Linked DNA regions of Mus musculus: all the other regions are linked to region 3. A link is a contact called in public HiChIP or PLAC-seq and promoter capture Hi-C data. All regions are on one chromosome and are shown on one strand. Each heading gives the region's core, a stretch centred on a gene start, on an enhancer-like site or on the middle of the called end of the contact. The rest is flanking DNA. Distances are from core to core; before and after follow the strand shown.

The links. HiChIP or PLAC-seq counts read pairs in DNA pulled down with a chosen protein or histone mark. Capture Hi-C pulls out chosen DNA fragments and counts their contacts.
Region 1: a contact with region 3 is called in an H3K4me3 HiChIP or PLAC-seq map of pro-B cells, with 2.6 times the contacts expected there. The contact joins the promoter of Cc2d1a here to the promoter of Tecr in region 3. A contact is called at or near these places in 4 of 39 promoter capture datasets (the C10 cell line, cranial neural crest, liver and 1 more), 1 of 115 datasets of contacts at active chromatin or transcription factors (pro-B cells) and 1 of 9 other capture datasets (liver).
Region 2: a contact with region 3 is called in a promoter capture Hi-C map of liver. The contact joins the promoter of Rnf150 here to the promoter of Tecr in region 3. A contact is called at or near these places in 8 of 39 promoter capture datasets (the 3T3-L1 cell line, 3T3-L1-derived adipocytes, the HPC-7 cell line and 5 more), 1 of 15 datasets of contacts at CTCF or cohesin (large pre-B cells), 3 of 484 Hi-C or Micro-C datasets (embryonic fibroblasts, olfactory sensory neurons and pro-B cells), 7 of 115 datasets of contacts at active chromatin or transcription factors (the 230-238 cell line, bone marrow-derived macrophages, embryonic forebrain and 3 more) and 2 of 9 other capture datasets (liver and pancreatic islet).
Region 4: a contact with region 3 is called in a promoter capture Hi-C map of liver, with 3 times the contacts expected there. The contact joins the promoter of Zswim4 here to the promoter of Tecr in region 3. A contact is called at or near these places in 1 of 39 promoter capture datasets (erythroid cells), 1 of 484 Hi-C or Micro-C datasets (regulatory T cells), 2 of 115 datasets of contacts at active chromatin or transcription factors (effector CD8 T cells and large pre-B cells) and 1 of 9 other capture datasets (liver).

The regions. Positions count from the first base shown.
Region 1 is chr8:84,145,416-84,149,515 of GRCm38.p6, reverse strand. Cc2d1a (coiled-coil and C2 domain containing 1A) reads left to right here and starts at 1,599. Exons shown (of 29, transcript NM_145970.2): 1 at 1,599-1,869; 2 at 3,067-3,202. The coding sequence starts at 1,810. 4930432K21Rik (RIKEN cDNA 4930432K21 gene) reads right to left here and starts at 1,478. Exons shown (of 9, transcript NM_029045.2): 1 at 1,118-1,478; 2 at 631-678. The coding sequence starts at 658.
Region 2 is chr8:82,860,790-82,864,628 of GRCm38.p6, reverse strand. It overlaps Rnf150 (ring finger protein 150), which reads right to left and starts at 1,273. Exons shown (of 7, transcript NM_177378.4): 1 at 139-1,273. The coding sequence starts at 619.
Region 3 is chr8:83,593,129-83,597,336 of GRCm38.p6, reverse strand. Tecr (trans-2,3-enoyl-CoA reductase) reads left to right here and starts at 2,846. Exons shown (of 13, transcript NM_134118.5): 1 at 2,846-2,997. The coding sequence starts at 2,983. It overlaps D830024N08Rik (a long non-coding RNA gene), which reads right to left. Exons shown (of 3, transcript XR_003947410.1): 3 at 309-349.
Region 4 is chr8:84,235,645-84,239,573 of GRCm38.p6, reverse strand. Zswim4 (zinc finger SWIM-type containing 4) reads left to right here and starts at 2,532. Exons shown (of 14, transcript NM_172503.3): 1 at 2,532-2,707. The coding sequence starts at 2,570.

The DNA.
Region 1 (4,100 bases), core at 350-2,849, 550 kb before region 3:
ATCACCAGAGAAAGTCAGGAGAGGAACCTCAGGAACTCACAAAGGATATGAAGGAATGCTGTTTACGGGCTTTTGCTCACAGCTAACTGCTTTCTTATGTAATTTAGGACTACCTGCCTCCAGGCAGCACACCCACGAGCTGGACCCACCTACATCAATCATTAATCAAGAAAACACACTACACTCTTGGCTACAGGCAAATCTTTTGGAGGCATTTTCCCAATTGAGAGTCCCTTTTCCCAAATGACTTGGGTCAAACTGACATAAAACTAGTCGGCCCACATGGCAAGAATCCCCTCCTCCATCTCAAAAACATCATAAAAAGTTTAAAAAGGTCACCTTGGGTCTGAGATGTAGTTTCATGGTAGAGTGTTTTATCATGCAGGAAGCTCCATGTTCCATTCCTAGTACCTCAAATAAATATTTTAAAAGCCGATTTGAGGCCAGGTTGTGGTGAATCATACTTTTAATCCCAGCACTCTGGAAGCAGAGGCAGGTTTGTCTCTGAGTTTGAGGCCTGATCTACAGAGTTAGTTCTAGGACAGACAGCCAGGGATATACATAAACTCTGCCTGGAAATAAATTAAAAATAAAAATAAAATAAAAAGCCAATTTGAATAAACCAAATACCTGAGTTCCGCTGTTTCTTCTTATTCATTTTATCTTTCCCTGAGAAATCTGAAAACAACAAACAAACTCTCCAGCTGTTGCCAGCACTGTATGTCCCCATCTGTACCCTGTCTCCCTCCTCCACTGGGCCCATCTGGCAGCCTGATGAGGGGAGTCAGCTGGTCTTCAGCAGGACACTGGGTGGGGCGACAGGTCATAGCCACCTTGGACCATGGCCAGGTAGCCATTCACACCCTTTCCCTGTGTGAAGGAACGATCTCGTCCTCTTCACGGTATCTGCTGGAGTCTCTGGGTTGGAGACAACTACGTTTCTCCCCCACCCACACCCAAAGCTTAATTATCTGGGACATGGGGTACTTGGAAGCTTCAGAGAGGTCTCTGGAGACCCACCAAAGTCACACAAGACTTTAGGAGGGCTACCCCGCGTCAGGAGTGGCTTCCGGCCAATGTCTTCAGACTGTGGGACCCATGGCAAGCCAGAACCAACCTGGGCCACAGCAGTAATGGAAGTTGCTCTGTCCTTAGTCGGGACGAGGTCAACCTGGATCTGATGGGGAATAGGTCGCCTAGGTCACTGGCGTAACGTTCTGAGAAAATACCCACATAGGCAGTCACGGGGACCGCGTGGCAAACTGGCGGTGGGAGACAGGAAGGCCTGAGGCCTGACACTGTGGACTCGGCTCCTGAAGACCTGCGCCACAGACGGGAGAGCAGGAGCATCCACACCCACACCCACACCCGCACCCACTCCACCACAAAGCCTAACAGAACGATGTGCGGCGGTGTGGAGCCACAGACGTCACACTGCCGCGCCCTCACACCTGCAGCTCTCTCTCTTTTTCCCGCCCGTGAGGCCACGCCCCACGCACGCGTAGTACCGACTACACACCTTACGCATGCTCCGCCTTCTCTCTGCCCTACTTTATGCTAGGCGCATGCGCCTCCACGCTCTGACTGCCGGGAATTGTAGTTTAACTAGAGAGCCCACGAATCCAGCCGCCGCGCTCCTGAAGGCCAAGGCGGAAGCTGGGCGGCCCAAACTCGAGAATCCCGGGGGGCCGGGCGCGGAGGAGGGACTCAGGGCTCAGGAACAGCGCGAGCTCTGAGACTCGACTTCGGTGAAGAGGCAAGGCAAGGCAAAGGTGCAGGGGCTGGTAGTCCGGGCTTCGAGCCTGGAAGATGCACAAGAGGAATGGACCCCAGGCACCCCCGGGCCGAGGTGCTGTCACTGCCCGCCAGGTGAGTGTGTGCCCCTCTACCCACCGAGGGGTACCTGCCCACCCTTCCTCAGAGTCTCTCTCCACCCTTCCTCACACTCGCGGGGAGTGCCCCACCCCCAGAAAAGCCTGATCCTCGCCACCAGGTGAACCCTGGTCTCCGCCCCGCCCCCGAGGTGAGGTGTATGGCCTACTGGGTTGGGCCATCCAGCTTCTAGCTTCACACCCCAGATTCAGGGAACACCTGTTGCTGCAGCACTTCCAACCGGGAAGGGAAAGCAATCAGACCGGCTTTTCAGGCCTTTGCATTAACTGGGTCAGGCCACACTCTACACCCATTGTACAGATGAGGACACTAAGGATAAGGGAGGCGCAGAGATCTATCTAGTCAAGGTCACAAGGATGAAGCACCTGGCCAGACAGAAATGTCAGTCCAGAGGTGTACAGGAAAACCTACAAGACTGTGGCCCAGAGCCATACTCCCAGATTCAGGGCCTGTGGGAGTTTGATTTGTCCCATCTTTGAACCAGGGATCCCAGGGCTCTGTGCTCAGGTTCCCCCTGACCTAGGTACATTTGACTGAATGTATTTGTAGTTTGGAGCCTCAGTTTTTCCACCTGTGGAATGGAAGCCTAGAAGAGTCCTTAAAGGGCAGTTATAAAGACTTACTGAGACTATTTATGGAAAAATGCTAGAACAGAGGGAGTGTGGCCGCTGGATTCTTGGGCTCTCTGTGACTAATGGCTTCACTCAATAGGTGAAGCCATGCATAACTGCTAAGATTTGGCCAATTTGGACCTATAGAAAGGGTAATTTCATGTAACTCATCATATTTTGTTGGTCACTAGCCAAAGCAGAAGGGCAGGTCTATAAAAAAGACCCAGTTCTTCAACTTTGCCCCCACTGTTGTCATAGTCATCGTGGCTTTTATTTATTTATTTTTCTCCTTGCCATGCTGGGATGGAACCCAGCTTTGCACATACTAGGGTTAGGGTTAGCACTTTAATGATGAGTGCACCTTCCAGTCCCACACTGGTGCGTTCTCTGCTGCTGGGGAGCCATGTGCATAAAGAACGTTATTGTATGAGGGTGTCTTCCTCAGCCTCCTGGTCTCTCCAAGAAATGGCTTCCTCGTAGAGATTTGGTTCCAGCATCCCGACGGGTCTCTGGGCCTGAGCGGTCTATGGAAGGTCTAACTGGAGCCCGGTTGCTCCCGTAGCTTGGTCTGCTGGTTGACTTCTCCCCAGACGGCCTGATGATCCCCGAGGATGGGATTAATGAGGAGGAGCTGGAGGCTGAATTCCTGGCTTTGGTGGGGGGTCAGCCCCAGGCCCTAGAGAAACTGAAAGGCCAAGGTAAGAAAGATGCTCAACATATTCTTTGGGACTTCTGCTGTGGGCAGTACTTGGAGCTAGGCACTGGGATGGACATGGGGCAGGAAAACAGGAGCCCTACCTTCCTAGAGTCTAGGTTCTGGGTGATCCTGTCAGGGTCAGCTGTGGGTGGAACTGGGTCTTTTCCAATCTGTTTCCTGCCATGTTTTTCTTCTTTGTTGAGAATTTGGTGTGTGTGTGTGTGAGAGAGAAAGAGAGACATGTGTGCAGACACACATGGAAGCCAGCAAACTATGTCAGATTCCCCAGAGCTGAAGTTACAAGTAGTTGTGAGCCACCCCATGTGAGTGCTGAGACCCAAGCTCAGGTCCTCTGCAGGAGCAGGATGTAGTCTTAACTATAAAGCCATCTTCCCAGCTCCTCATAGTTTTCAGTTTATGTGCGTGGTTTCACTATTCACAGTGGCTCTAAGCAAAGTATTGATTGGTGTTTCAATGCATAGATGGTAAGTGTGTGCCTTTGGAAAGTAGCATGTGTGTTAGTTGGTGGCACGCAGGTGGGAGCCACAGGTCCCTTGGTCACCAGTTCATTGTGCATACAGTTCATAAACACAGTAAATCTTAAGATGGAAGCACACAGAAGGCAAGGTTGTAGGTTATTAGTTAATAAAACCCTGACCAGAGGACCAGCAAGATGGCTCAGTGGGCAAGGAAGCTTGTCCCGAGCCTGACAACTCCGGGTTTGATCCCTGAGGTTCAGTCCATGAGACCTGCGTGGTGGAAGGAGAGAACTGACCCTTGAAAGATGTCCTCTGACCTCTACACATGTGCTGTAGCACACGAATGTGCATCCATGCATGTGCACACGTACAAATCCTAAGTAAATGAGAAACACAGCCTTAGTTGTAGTTCCCATTATT
Region 2 (3,839 bases), core at 24-2,523, 730 kb after region 3:
GTTCATACATAAGAGACTGGTCTCTGGTGCTGCACGGACTTCTCAGCCAGAGGTGCCCCGGAGGCGGTGCTAGATCTCCCTAGACGCTTCTCGGGCTCCCCTCCCCCACGTCCGCCAGGCACCCCCCGGGTTGCTCACCTGCGTGGGGCATGGTGATGGTCTCGTTTGTGTTGGAGCCCACGTTAAAGATGACCACAGCGGAGGCGTTCTGCAGGAACGCGTTCCGGATCTTATCCCTGTACGTGCAGTTGCCCTTGGGGATGAGGGCTATCCAGTGCTTGCCGTGGGCCGGCGCGGCGAACTTGGTGTTGGGGTCGCAAGCCAGGCGGTCTTGGGCCGAGCTGGCCATGACCACCTCGCCGCGCGCGTCCTGCTTGGGCGAGTGCTCCCCGTATCGCCCGCACTCGCTCTTCTCCGTGTGCAGCTCCGCGCCGCCACCGCTGCCCGCCACCGCGGCCCCGGGCTCGGGCTCCAAATAGGTGATGTTCACGAAGGCGGTGTACCATTCCTCCTTCTCCGCCACGGTGAAGTCCAGGCAGAGCAGATGCACGAAACAAAAGGAAAGCAGCCATGTTGAGAGAGCCAGACTGCGGCACGCTTGGATGAGAGACATTGTCATCTCTCTCCTCCGGGGTCCCCTCCCCGCCCCCTGCGCCCTCCCCCCGCTCCGTCCCTCCTTTCCCTGCCCCGGCCAACCCCGGGCAGCCACTCTGGTTCTCCTGTCGCTGCGACTCACTCCCTGGCCGGCGGAGCTCCGGCTGGGACGCGCAGACGCTGCGGAGACCGGATCCGGGACGAGCGGGAGAAACCCGCCCTGTCCCCTCTCAGCCGAAGCGCGGCGCTGGCATCGGGCTTCCCGGGTGATCGCGGCGCGGTCGCGGAGCGGGCGCCGCGCACTTGCGGGGGAGTCCGGCTGCCAGGCGTCCTGTTCCTTTGCCCCGTGTCGCCTTCTCTCATAGAGGTGGCGGGGTCCTCGGGTTTGGAAGGGGTGGCGGCTCTGCTTGTCGCGGCCGAGCGGGGCGGGGGTGGGGTGCTGGAGATCCTCGGTGCTGGGACTATCGGTCCCGCTGCAGACGCGGAGGTCGCTCCTGTTATGCGTGGGTTCCCATGGGCAGTAGGCGCTGCGCTTCTGGCCAGACTAGGTGGCTACGCCCGGGACACTCACTTGCCGAGGGAGGGGGAGGTACGGGGCAGATGGGATGGGGGAGAGCGTGAGGAGAGGGATACAGCGTTTTGTGTGTGTCTGTATTTGTGTGTGTGTGTGTGTGTGTGTGTGTGTGTGTGTGTGTGTGTGTGTGTGTGTGTGTGTGTGTGATGTGCGCGTGCAAGGAGGAGCTTAGTATGATGTCAAAGCTCCTGGGCTCCCCTTGCAACGCTCACTCTGTCTCTCTTCCTGGGCGTCAGCGACCTCTGCTGGGCCTCAAATTCAGGCTTCGACAGTTGCGGGCAAAAGGTAAAAAGGACCTTCAGGCCTTTGAATTGGGAACAATTAATTGAGGGAGTCTTAAATACAGCAAAGTGTAGGAACCTCTCTGGAACAGCATTTCCGTTTGCTGGAAGATGTGCAGAGAGTTCTCTGGTATTTATCCCAGCACTGATTGGTCATGAGGCCCCTCCCCCCCGCCCCCCCAGACCTGAATATTTAGGACAGTGGCTGTCAGAATTCCAGTTTTAAACCAGGACTGATCAGCATGAATTCAGGAGAATTTCACATTTATTAAGTCAGGGGTGGGGTCCTTGGTGATGCACACTCTGCTGGTCTAAGGACCAGTCTGTGGTGTGGGTAAAAGTGACTTCTTTTCCTCTGCTCTGGAAGCCAGCTCATGGCATGGCGTTAGTTTTCTTAGAAAATGGACCTCTCCTCATACTTTAAGATTGAGACATTTTGCCTCCATTCCCACTCTAATAGCCCTGCCTTAGAGGATTCACAGCGTCAGTAGGTGGTATGTGTGTGTGTGTGTGTGTGTGTGTGTGTGTGTGTGTGTGTTCGTTACCATTTTAAGCTGTGTTTTCCAGTTGTGACAGAGATTAAAAGAAACCAGTGGAGAACAGTTTCCTAGAGTCGTGTTCTAATAGCAGAATTCTTTAACAATTAGATATCTGGTTGGTTGTTACACTTCCTCATTAATGGTTTCTGTAGTTTCAGAAACCAGTAATATAAAATGTCTACTTATTTATACATACACAAATATGGTAGTGCTTAATGATTTACATTATATCTTCCACCTGGTTCTCTTTCCTGTGCCTCTCGAGAAGCACTGAGAAGCCCAGCAGTTTTTGTCACAATATACACATCCTAGGTCTGGACATCACAAAACAGAAGATGGATTCTGGATATATCCTATGTCTAAATATAATCCTCAAAGGACGAAGGACTTGAATGATTATTAGGGGACCAGTTGTTGGTAATAGGAAGGAGTTGTAGGTACAATAGATCAGACAGGTTGGTGTTTGATGTGTTCAGAAGCCATAGTGAGCTCATCAGGGGTGGAGAGAGATGAGCGATGGAAAGAATGAGATGGGATTAATGGTGGGAAGATTCTAAGTGGCCTTGCAGTTTAATCTGGGTGAGAGGAAGATTCCTGGGAGATGTCTGGACAGAAAAATGTGGTGTTATATGAGAACATCAAAGTTTTATTCTGACAGTACTGGAGGAAGGATAGAAGCAAGGAGGGCACTTAAGGAGCTGCAAAAATAATCTGGGGGGAAAGCCAAGAGAAACGCATGCTGAGGAAATGGCAGAGCATGCTAAGGAGTGACTGGCTCATGGGGGGCTCTGGAGGTGGAGTGGAGTGACTGGCTCGTGGGGGGCTCTGGAGGTGGAGTGGAGTGACTGGCTCGTGGGGGCTCTGGAGGTGGGGTAGGCACTGTTCTCTGATGCTTTGGTGAGGGTGGTAAGGAAAATACAGAAGTCAGGAAGCAACTGGTGTAGAGAATCTCTTAGATGCATCACCTGTCAATAAATAAAGGCTTATGGCCAATGAGCTGAGGCAGGAAGTGGAAAGTGGGACATTGGCAGGAAGAGAGAGGATTCTGGAAAACAGGGAGAGAATAAAGAGAGATTCCAGAGAGATGCTAAGAAAGAAGATAAGGAAGAAGCAGCCTGGGACTGAAGGAGAGGTAACTAATCATGAGGAAAACAGAATAGTGTGAATGGATTAAATAAGTTATGAGCTAGTTAGGGAGTGAGTCATGGCTTATGGCCTAGGCATTTATTAGCAAATAATTAGTCTCAGAATTGTCATTCAAGTAGCAGGGTACAGGAAAGGAAAAAAAAACCCAACAGATTCACTTATTTACAAACTAGAGTTGTCATTTTGTAAGATGACCAAGATTGCAAGGGGCACTTTGGGTTTAAGAATCAACCGCTTTAGATGTATTCGGTTTTAGGTCACCAGAGTCACCAAGATGGCAGTTTGGTGCAGCTTGCCACATTATTAGGTTATGGAAGATTAGATCAGAGCATGTGAAGAATTTTTGTTATTGTCACACTAATAAGATTGCCAAATTGTGTTTTTAAGGTTGGCTTCATGAAGCACCAAAGTAAAGGGGGCTCTTTAAGAAATTCTTAAAAATAGTAACAGTGATGAGTCCCAACAGGAGGACTCTCTACCAGTCCAAGTTTCTGGAGGACTCCTTGGTGGAGGTAGCAGATTTTCAGGAGGTTTGGGTCTGAGTCAGAAGCAAAGAGCAGCCACACTGAGGAGTGGAGGGTACTCGGTTCTCTGAGCACCAGCCAAGTGGATTTTCTGTAGACACTCTCCACCTTGGCAACCATACTGAGTCTCACCACCATTGTATCCAACATGCTCAAAGAGACTCTGACCTTAGACATTTTA
Region 3 (4,208 bases), core at 1,597-4,096:
CTCCTGGTAAAATAAAAAGCTGCAAATAGAGTTTTTAAAAAAATATTTATTTATTTATTTTTATGTATATGAGTACACTGTAGCTGTACATATGGTTGTGAGCCACCATGTGGTTGCTGGGAATTGAACTCAGGACCTCTGCTTGCTCCGACCCTGCTTGCTCTGCCCCAAGTTTATTTATTATTATTATATATAAGTACGCTGTAGCTGTCTTCAGACTCATCAGAAAAGGGCATCAGATCTCATTACGTATGGTTGTGAGTCACCATGTGGTTGCTGGGATTTGAACTCAGGACCTTCGGAAGAGCAGTCAGTGCTCTTAACCCGCCTTATAAGCCATCTCTCCAGCCTGTAAACAGAGTTCTTTGTTATGGCATGTAAATTGCACTAGGAAGAAAAATACACTTAGAACAAATCAATTATTCTAGATCAGGTCCAAGGATGAGGCCACAAGTGTGCACTATGGAAAAGCAAGGGCATGTGAAACTGTTGCTTTGAACTTGTGAGCTTATAGAATGAAACACTGCTTTGAACTTACTATTGACATCTTCTGGGACTCCCTTTTGTTTAGCATTTTATCTGTGAGGTAATTTTATAAAGAACTTTTGTCTAAGAAGCTATAAAAAGGCTGGGAGAAAAATAAATGTGTAGATGTCAGGCTGACTTCCTTTTTTATGTTTTTTCTTTCTCTGTGGAGCCAGTTATTTATTTCGTAGTGTTCTGCCTGCATATATACTGCAGGCCAGAAGAGGGCACCCGATCTCATTATAGATAGTAATGAGCCACTTTGTAGTTGCTGGGAACTGAACTCTGGACCTTTGGGAGAGCAGCCAATGCTCTTAAACTCTGAGCCATCTTGCCAGCCCTCACAAAGAGTTAATGAGCTTCTCGACAGGCCAGTGAGAGGCCCCTGAGTTAAAGAATAAAGAGTCCAAGTAATTCCATTTCTTTTCCTAATCTCCTACTGCTATCAGCAGGAGTCACTTGCCAGAAGCCACCAGTCCTGGTCCCCAGAACAGTAAAAGAGGGTTAGTGACCAGAGGGCATTCTCCTCTGCTCTGCGCCCCACATCGGTACCTGAGTGTCAGGGTGGAACCCTGACAGTTCACAATTTCAGTTTTCTTTACAGCAAAATAGTATTGCACAGAGTATATGTACCACACTGCCATTAGCCAGCCGTCGATCAGAGAATGTTTACGTACGTTGTATTTCCTAGCTACTGTGTATGGCAGCCAACATGGCTGAGCAAGTATCTGTGGAGTGAGAAGTCCTTTGGTCATATGCCAAGGAGCAGTATAGCTGGATTATATGGTTTATTTTTTTGGCTTTTTGAGAATTCTCAAACTTATTTCCATAGTGGCTACACCAGTTTGCAATCCTCCCAGCAGTGAACAAGGGGTTACCTTTCCCTACACGCCCTCTAGAATTTGTTAATGGTTGTTTTATTGGTTTTATCCATTCTGACAGAGATGAGATGAAGCCTCAAAGTTTAATTTCTGTTTCTCTAACTCTAAAGAATGATGAATACTTTGAGATATATGTTAGCCATTTGTATTTCTTCTACTGAAAACGTCTGTTCTGATCCACAGCCCCTCCCCCCTTTTTCTGGCAAGAAAGTCTACAATTTTATTGGGCCTGTTATATAATATTATTAAACTAACCCTAAATGCCATGTCTGAACATTTATTCCTGCAGTATATACATATATATATTCAGGCTGCAGACTACAGCAAGCAGAATCTGGCTGCACTAGGCTTTTAACATTTTATATTTACTTATGAGAGTGTGTGTATATGTGTGCTTGCACATGTGCCATGGTGTCTCTGTTCCGGCCTTACATTATGTGGGTCCCTGGGATTGAATTGAGCCCATTAGGTAGGATACCAAATGCCTTCATTTGTAATGTCTTTTTTTTTTTAAGATTTATTTATTCTATATATATGAGTACACACTGTAGTTGTACAGATGGTTGTGAACCTTAATGTGATTGTTGGGAATTGAATTTAGGACCTCTACACCTCTGCTTGCTCTGGCCAACCCCACTTGCTCCGGTCCAAAGATTTATTTATTAAAATAAGTTCACTGTAGCTGTCTTCAAACGCACCAGAAGAGGGCATCAGATCTCATTATGGGTGGTTGTGAGCCACCATGTGGTTGTTGGGATTTGAACTCAGTACCTTTGGAAGAGTAGTTGGTGCTCTTACCCACTGAGCCATCTCACCAGCCCCTGTAATGTCGTCTTTCTCTGCACTGTTCTCTGATGTCCTGTATTTTTAGACTGGCAGCACCTGTCATTTTTTTCCTGTATATTTCAAGGGCTCAGTAGCTACATGTGGCCAGTAGTAACCAAACTGTACACGATAACGCAGGCAGAGACAAAGGTGGTTTTGCTTCTAGGGCCAGCTCAACTGACAGGAGCTGTTTTAGGAGGGGCACCTGTAGAATGCGGTGCAGGTTTTCTTTTCCTTTCTCCATTCGTGATATCTGGAGTCCTTTCAAGGGTCCTGGTGATGGATGATAATCTGAGGTCTCATCTCTTAGATGAGCTTCTCTACATCTACGAATTCACCCCAAGCCTGGCTCTCCGGGCCACGCAGCTCTTTGTTCTCGTTTTGCCGCATTGACCCCTCAGCCTGACGTCGCTGGATTTCCACCGCAACACTGCAATGGGCGGAGCCAGAGGGCGCGCGGCGCCCAGGCTTCCTTTTGATTGGTGGGTGGCCGGGTTTTAATCTTGCTTGCCAAAGTGGGGGGGAGGGGGTCCGCTGCGCTCCTTGGATCGAGAAATCTGATTGGTCAGTTGTGTGGCGCGAGCAGTGGGTGCACCCCACGCTGATTGGCAGGAGGGACGCACGCATAGAGGGGGGCGGAGCCGGAGTCCGGGAGTGCTGCTCCCCGAGTGTGTGTGGAGCTGGGTGGTGTTTGGTGCGGTACGGCGGCCACTCAGTTGCAGCAGAGCAGGTGCCATCCTGTGGAAGAACCATGAAGCACTACGAGGTAAGCAGCGCGGGGCCCTGGGCCATGATTACCGCAGACCGCAAGTGTCCTGCAGGGCCTCGGAACCTTTTTTTATGGTCTGACTCTCCGCCATGGCGCAGGCGCAGTGTAGTCTCATTGCGCATGTGCAGGGGGGTATTTATAAACCTGCCACCCAGGTTGTTTGGGGATGCCTTTTCTTAGGGTCTTGCAGGGCCTAGGAGAAGCTTGCAGCTTCCTTGCAGCATCCTTGATGGCCTGAGTGGCAGGTGTTCAGGAGGAGTGCGGTGCGGAGCACTTGGTTTTGGTACGAACGATTCTCTTGCACAATCCTTGCACGTTGTCAGCGCCTCGGGCTCAGGAGGGGCTCTGCAGCCAGCCTGCCTCTTCCGACCTTCGCACCCACCTCGCCAAGATGCCTGGGCGGCGAGGGAGTTGGTTCCAGGGTCACGCCAGCCCGTGACCGCCAGGGAAGAAATCTGAATGCGCAAGACCATTCTGGAAGCTCATGTCTTCTGACTGTATCTTGGGTCACCTTTCCTCTTAAAACCAAATCTTCTAATGCTCTTCTCGACCTGATGATACTAATTTCGTTGTTGCTGACTTTTAAGTAATCATCATAAAACAGTAACTCACTGCTCACATTCATAGTAAGAATACATTAGTCAGGGCTAACTACCGTATTACTGAGGTTTTGTTATGTCCTCAGACTCATAGTCCTCTGCGGAGGGATTTGTAGTTTGTTACTATGTAGGTGAAAGTCAGAGATGTCCAGTGAGTTGTTGGAAGGTCCCTGCTAGTAATTGCAGAACAGAAAGGAAATGCAGATTTCTTTTCAAAGGCATAGTTTCTAACCACTAGCAGTGCGGTTCCGGGTAAATGAAAGCTGCCAAGCTGAGAGTTGTGTGTATTTCTCCCCTCAGATCTTAAATTTGTGATGAATTTAGTCAACCTCAGCCTAGCCTTAGGTTAGGGTTTTTTTTGTTTTTTTTTTTTTTCCCCTTCCCTGCCTGCTCCCTCAGTTTGTAGTGCTAGGCTTAGAACTCAGGGCTTTTCTCCTGCTAGGCAAGTACTCTAAACTCTCTTTGATCTTGTAAAACTGAAGCTGTACAGCAGTGTACAGTATCTCCCCATTCCCTCCTCCCCCAGCCCCTGGCAACCACCACTTGTCTCTGGAAATTGGCATACTTCAGGAACCTCCAATACATAGGAAATAATCCTATTTTTTTTTA
Region 4 (3,929 bases), core at 1,283-3,782, 640 kb before region 3:
GTTATAGGCAATTGTGGTGGTGGGAATTCAACCAGGGTCCTCTGGAAGAGCAGTCGGTGCCTTAACTCTGAGCTCTCTCGCTCTCCCACCCACTCTTTTTCTTTTGTTTTCTTTTGTTTCAAAATAGCTCCCAAGATGCATCCTCGGCTCCCCTGAACTCAGGATGCTTGCAGAGTGCCAGGATGCCAGCCGACCACCATCACACCTGGCTTTCTAAAAGTGCTTTTTAAATTTTATTTATTTATTTATATTAGATATTTTCTTTATTTACATTTCAAATGCTATCCGGAAAGTTCCCTATACCCTCCCCCCTAAAAATGCTTTTAAATCGTTATATTTATTATGGTGATAAGGCATGTATGTGCCACAGCACACGTGTAGATCAGATGACACCTGTGAGAGTCAGTTCTCTCCGACCATGTGGGTTGCGGGAATTGAACGCAGATCCTCTCGGTTAATGGTGATCACCTTTACCCTCTAAGCCAGTGGTTCCCAATCTGTGTGTTGTGACTGCCCCCTTGGCAGACCTCTATCTCCAAAAATATCATAACAGTAGCAAAATTAGAGTTATTAAGTAGCAACAAAAATAATTCATGGTGTTGGGGGGGTCACCACAACATGAACTGTATTAAAGGCCCACAGCATTAGGAAAGTGAATAGCTGCTGCATTAACTCAACTCATCTTACCCTAAAAAGCCTAAAAACAACAATACAAAACAAATAAACAGAAAATGTGGTACATTTACGCAATGGAGCACTACTCAGCTATTAAAAACAATGAATTTATGAAATTCTTAGACAAATGGATGGATCTGGAGAATATCATCCTAAGTGAGGTAACCCAATCACAAAAAAAAAAAAAAAAAAAAAAAAAAAAAAAAAAAACCCACACATGGGCTGGGCATGGTGGTGCACACCTTTAATCCCAGCACTCAGGAGGCAGAGGCAGGCAGATTTCTGAGTTTGAGGCCAGTCTCGTCTACAAATTGAGTTCCAGAACAGCCAGGGCTATACAGAGAAACCCTGTCTCGAAAAACAAAAACAAAAACAAAAACAAAATGGAAATAAAGAAACAAAGAAAACTAAGACATCACTGCTGTTATTGAGACAGGGTCCCGCCGGGGATGTAAGATTCCCTTGGAGTTGGAGTCACAGCGATCATGTGCCATGTAGGTTCCAGGAATCAAACTCAAGTCTTCTGGGATCCATTGACCGGTGCTCTTAACCTCTGAGCCATCTCTCCAGTTCCTCCATTGTGTTCTTCCCCCTACAAAAGAGCCCCACTTGAGCAGCCCTGTTTCAAGGGTTCACAGGCTACTTATGAGTGACTGTTAGTTGCCACGGTGGGGAGGGGTCTGTCCAAAAGCAACCAGTGGGCTAGTCGGCTTCTGTGGACCAGGTTGGGTTTTTCCTGCTTTGAGGATCCTAAACACTAAATGGGATCACAGCTATGTTGGCAGGTTTTAGTCTGAACTGCTACTGTACGCTGGGCGCTGTTCCACGTGCTGACTTGTCTCCCCATGGACGTACACTTGATCCTTGGAGCTCAGAGTTCAGAGAGACATTTAACAACCCCCCTACCCTGGTATCTCAAAGAGCTCTAAAGGATGAGGCAAGAGGATCTCCAATCAGACTAACCAGGGTTACATAATGAGAGAAGGGGGGGGGGGGTTCAGAGGTAGTGCAGGGTGGTGGGCCATCTAATCCTGGACTAGATGAATAAATGATGCTGGAGAGGCCGCGACGGTAGGAAAACGCAAGGTTCTCTTAGGTCATGGGGGTGGGGTGTGGAAAAATGACGAAGATGGTGAGTGGCTTCCGCACTGTGGAAAATATAAGCTGAGTCAGGGGGAAAAAACGATTCGAAGTGGGGGATTTGACATGCATTAAGTCCAATCTAATGAAACTAACACTCTCATGGGTCGAAATGGGCAATTTCATGTTCATTCCACAGACGTAGAAAGGATTGGGGTGTCTTAGCTCGCAGCTCAAGAGGAACTCGTAAAGTTAACAGCCCACAGCGAGCGCATTGCTAGGAAGGACTGTGCTGGCCCGGGTCGGCTCTTAGAGCATCCAAACTGTACCAGTGGCCCAGAGAGGTTATTGAGTTTCTAGGGTCATTACAGCTCAGAGAGAGTCAACCCCGGCCGGGAGGCGGCCGGAAGCGACCCTCCGTAAACAAAGCCGTGTGTAGGCGCAGCCCCAGCCGCCAGGCTAGAGGGCCGGCCCAAAGGGGCGGAGAAGGAATGTTGTGAATGAACGTGAGACCTCCCCGAAACTCCTCACAAGGCCAAGCCGTGGGGTTCCCTCATTTTGATTGGCTCATACCGCCCCGTGATGGACAGCGACTCTTCTTGCGACCTCTTATTGGATGGCACAGAAAAGACGGACGTGGAGATTGTCGAATGAACAGCGGCATCTTGGAGGCGGGTCTTTGAGGACAGCCAATAGAAAGGGAGAAATAGGGCGGTGGGGGCGGGGCCTCGTCTGAGGAGGCAGCGGCTGCTAAGACGGCTTCATTGTTGTGAAGAGTCTTAAAGGGGCCGCGTCGTCCGGCCGGCTCGGCCGGATGGAGCCCCCGGCGGCCAAGCGCAGCCGGGGCTGCCCCGCGGGGGACGAGCCCGGGACCGGGGCCCGTCGCAGTCGCCCCGAGCCGTTGTTGGACCTTAGCGCCAAGCGGGTGGCCGAGAGCTGGGCCTTCGAGCAGGTAAGGCCCCGGCCTGCCCCAGGCCTCACACCTCGCCCCCTCCCCAGCAGCCAGCCCCCCACACCGCCACCCCGGGCCCCGCACCCCGAGCCTCTCTGCCCGCGACCCTCCGGGTCTCTATTCTGACCTCTTTTCTTCCTCAAGAGACACACCAGCCCAGAGACCCACACTGCCCCACTCCTGCCGTAGGGTTTCCCTGTCCCACCCTCCAGGAAGAAGACCCCCGTCTCTGCAGGGCCTATACATGACACCCCTGTATCCCTTTGCTCCAGCCTCCAGAGCCCACCAGTCCTCTCCAGATCCCCGACTGTGGGACAAGAGGCAGGGTCACTGAGGGAAGGGCTCTGTGCCCCTCCTCCCCCCTTCCCCCTCCCTCCAGCTATTCCAGAGCCAAGATTGGGATACAGAGGCAGAGAGGCTCCTGGAACCCCTACTCTGTGACTTGTGGAGTGGTGTCCCGAGAAAAAATTCCCCTCTCTCTGTCTAAGGGTCCCCCAAGAAGATGGGAAGGGTCCGAGGCTCCTCTCAGTCCCATACAGCTGTCTTTCAGTCTGACTTTGAGTGTTCTTGGCCTCACAACTCTTCCTGAGTTAGGATGGATGGGTTTGGACTGACCGTGGACTGAGCAGGCTCTGATTCATGACCGGAAAATCCCTCCTTAGTCATCTGCCAACTGTCAGGAGCCGAATCACTGACTCCCCCTTCTCTCGTAGAAACCTTGGGTAGGGCCTCCGTGCTGTTCACCCTATGTGACATGCACAGAAGAACCGTAAAACTGTCTTCAGGACTCTCACAGATCTGCCTTGGCCCAGCCAGGTGCTAAGAGAACTCTGGGCAGGTTCTGGAGCCCTTGTGGAGTTGTTCTCACTTTGAGGAAACTGGGGCACAGAGACGTTGAGAAACTTGCCCAAGGTCACCCAGCCAGTCACTAGCCAACTCAGATTGGAACACAGCCTCGAATGCTGGCTCCATTCCTTGGAGTCTACAGGGGATGGCAGGTCAGCCCTTCCCTCCTAGAGAAGGGGCTTTTTTTTTTTTCCTCAGGGGAGGAACAGGGGAAGAAATACCCAGGGTGGAACTGATGTTGGGAGTCTGAACAATTTGGTTTAGGGATCCTGAAGAGCTGACTTCATCTCTGATGTAGTAATGCTGACCCCTTCAGGTTCTCAAGCTGTCATGCCAGCTTCCTCAGGCTCGTTCTGAGGCTGTGACACTGACCCAG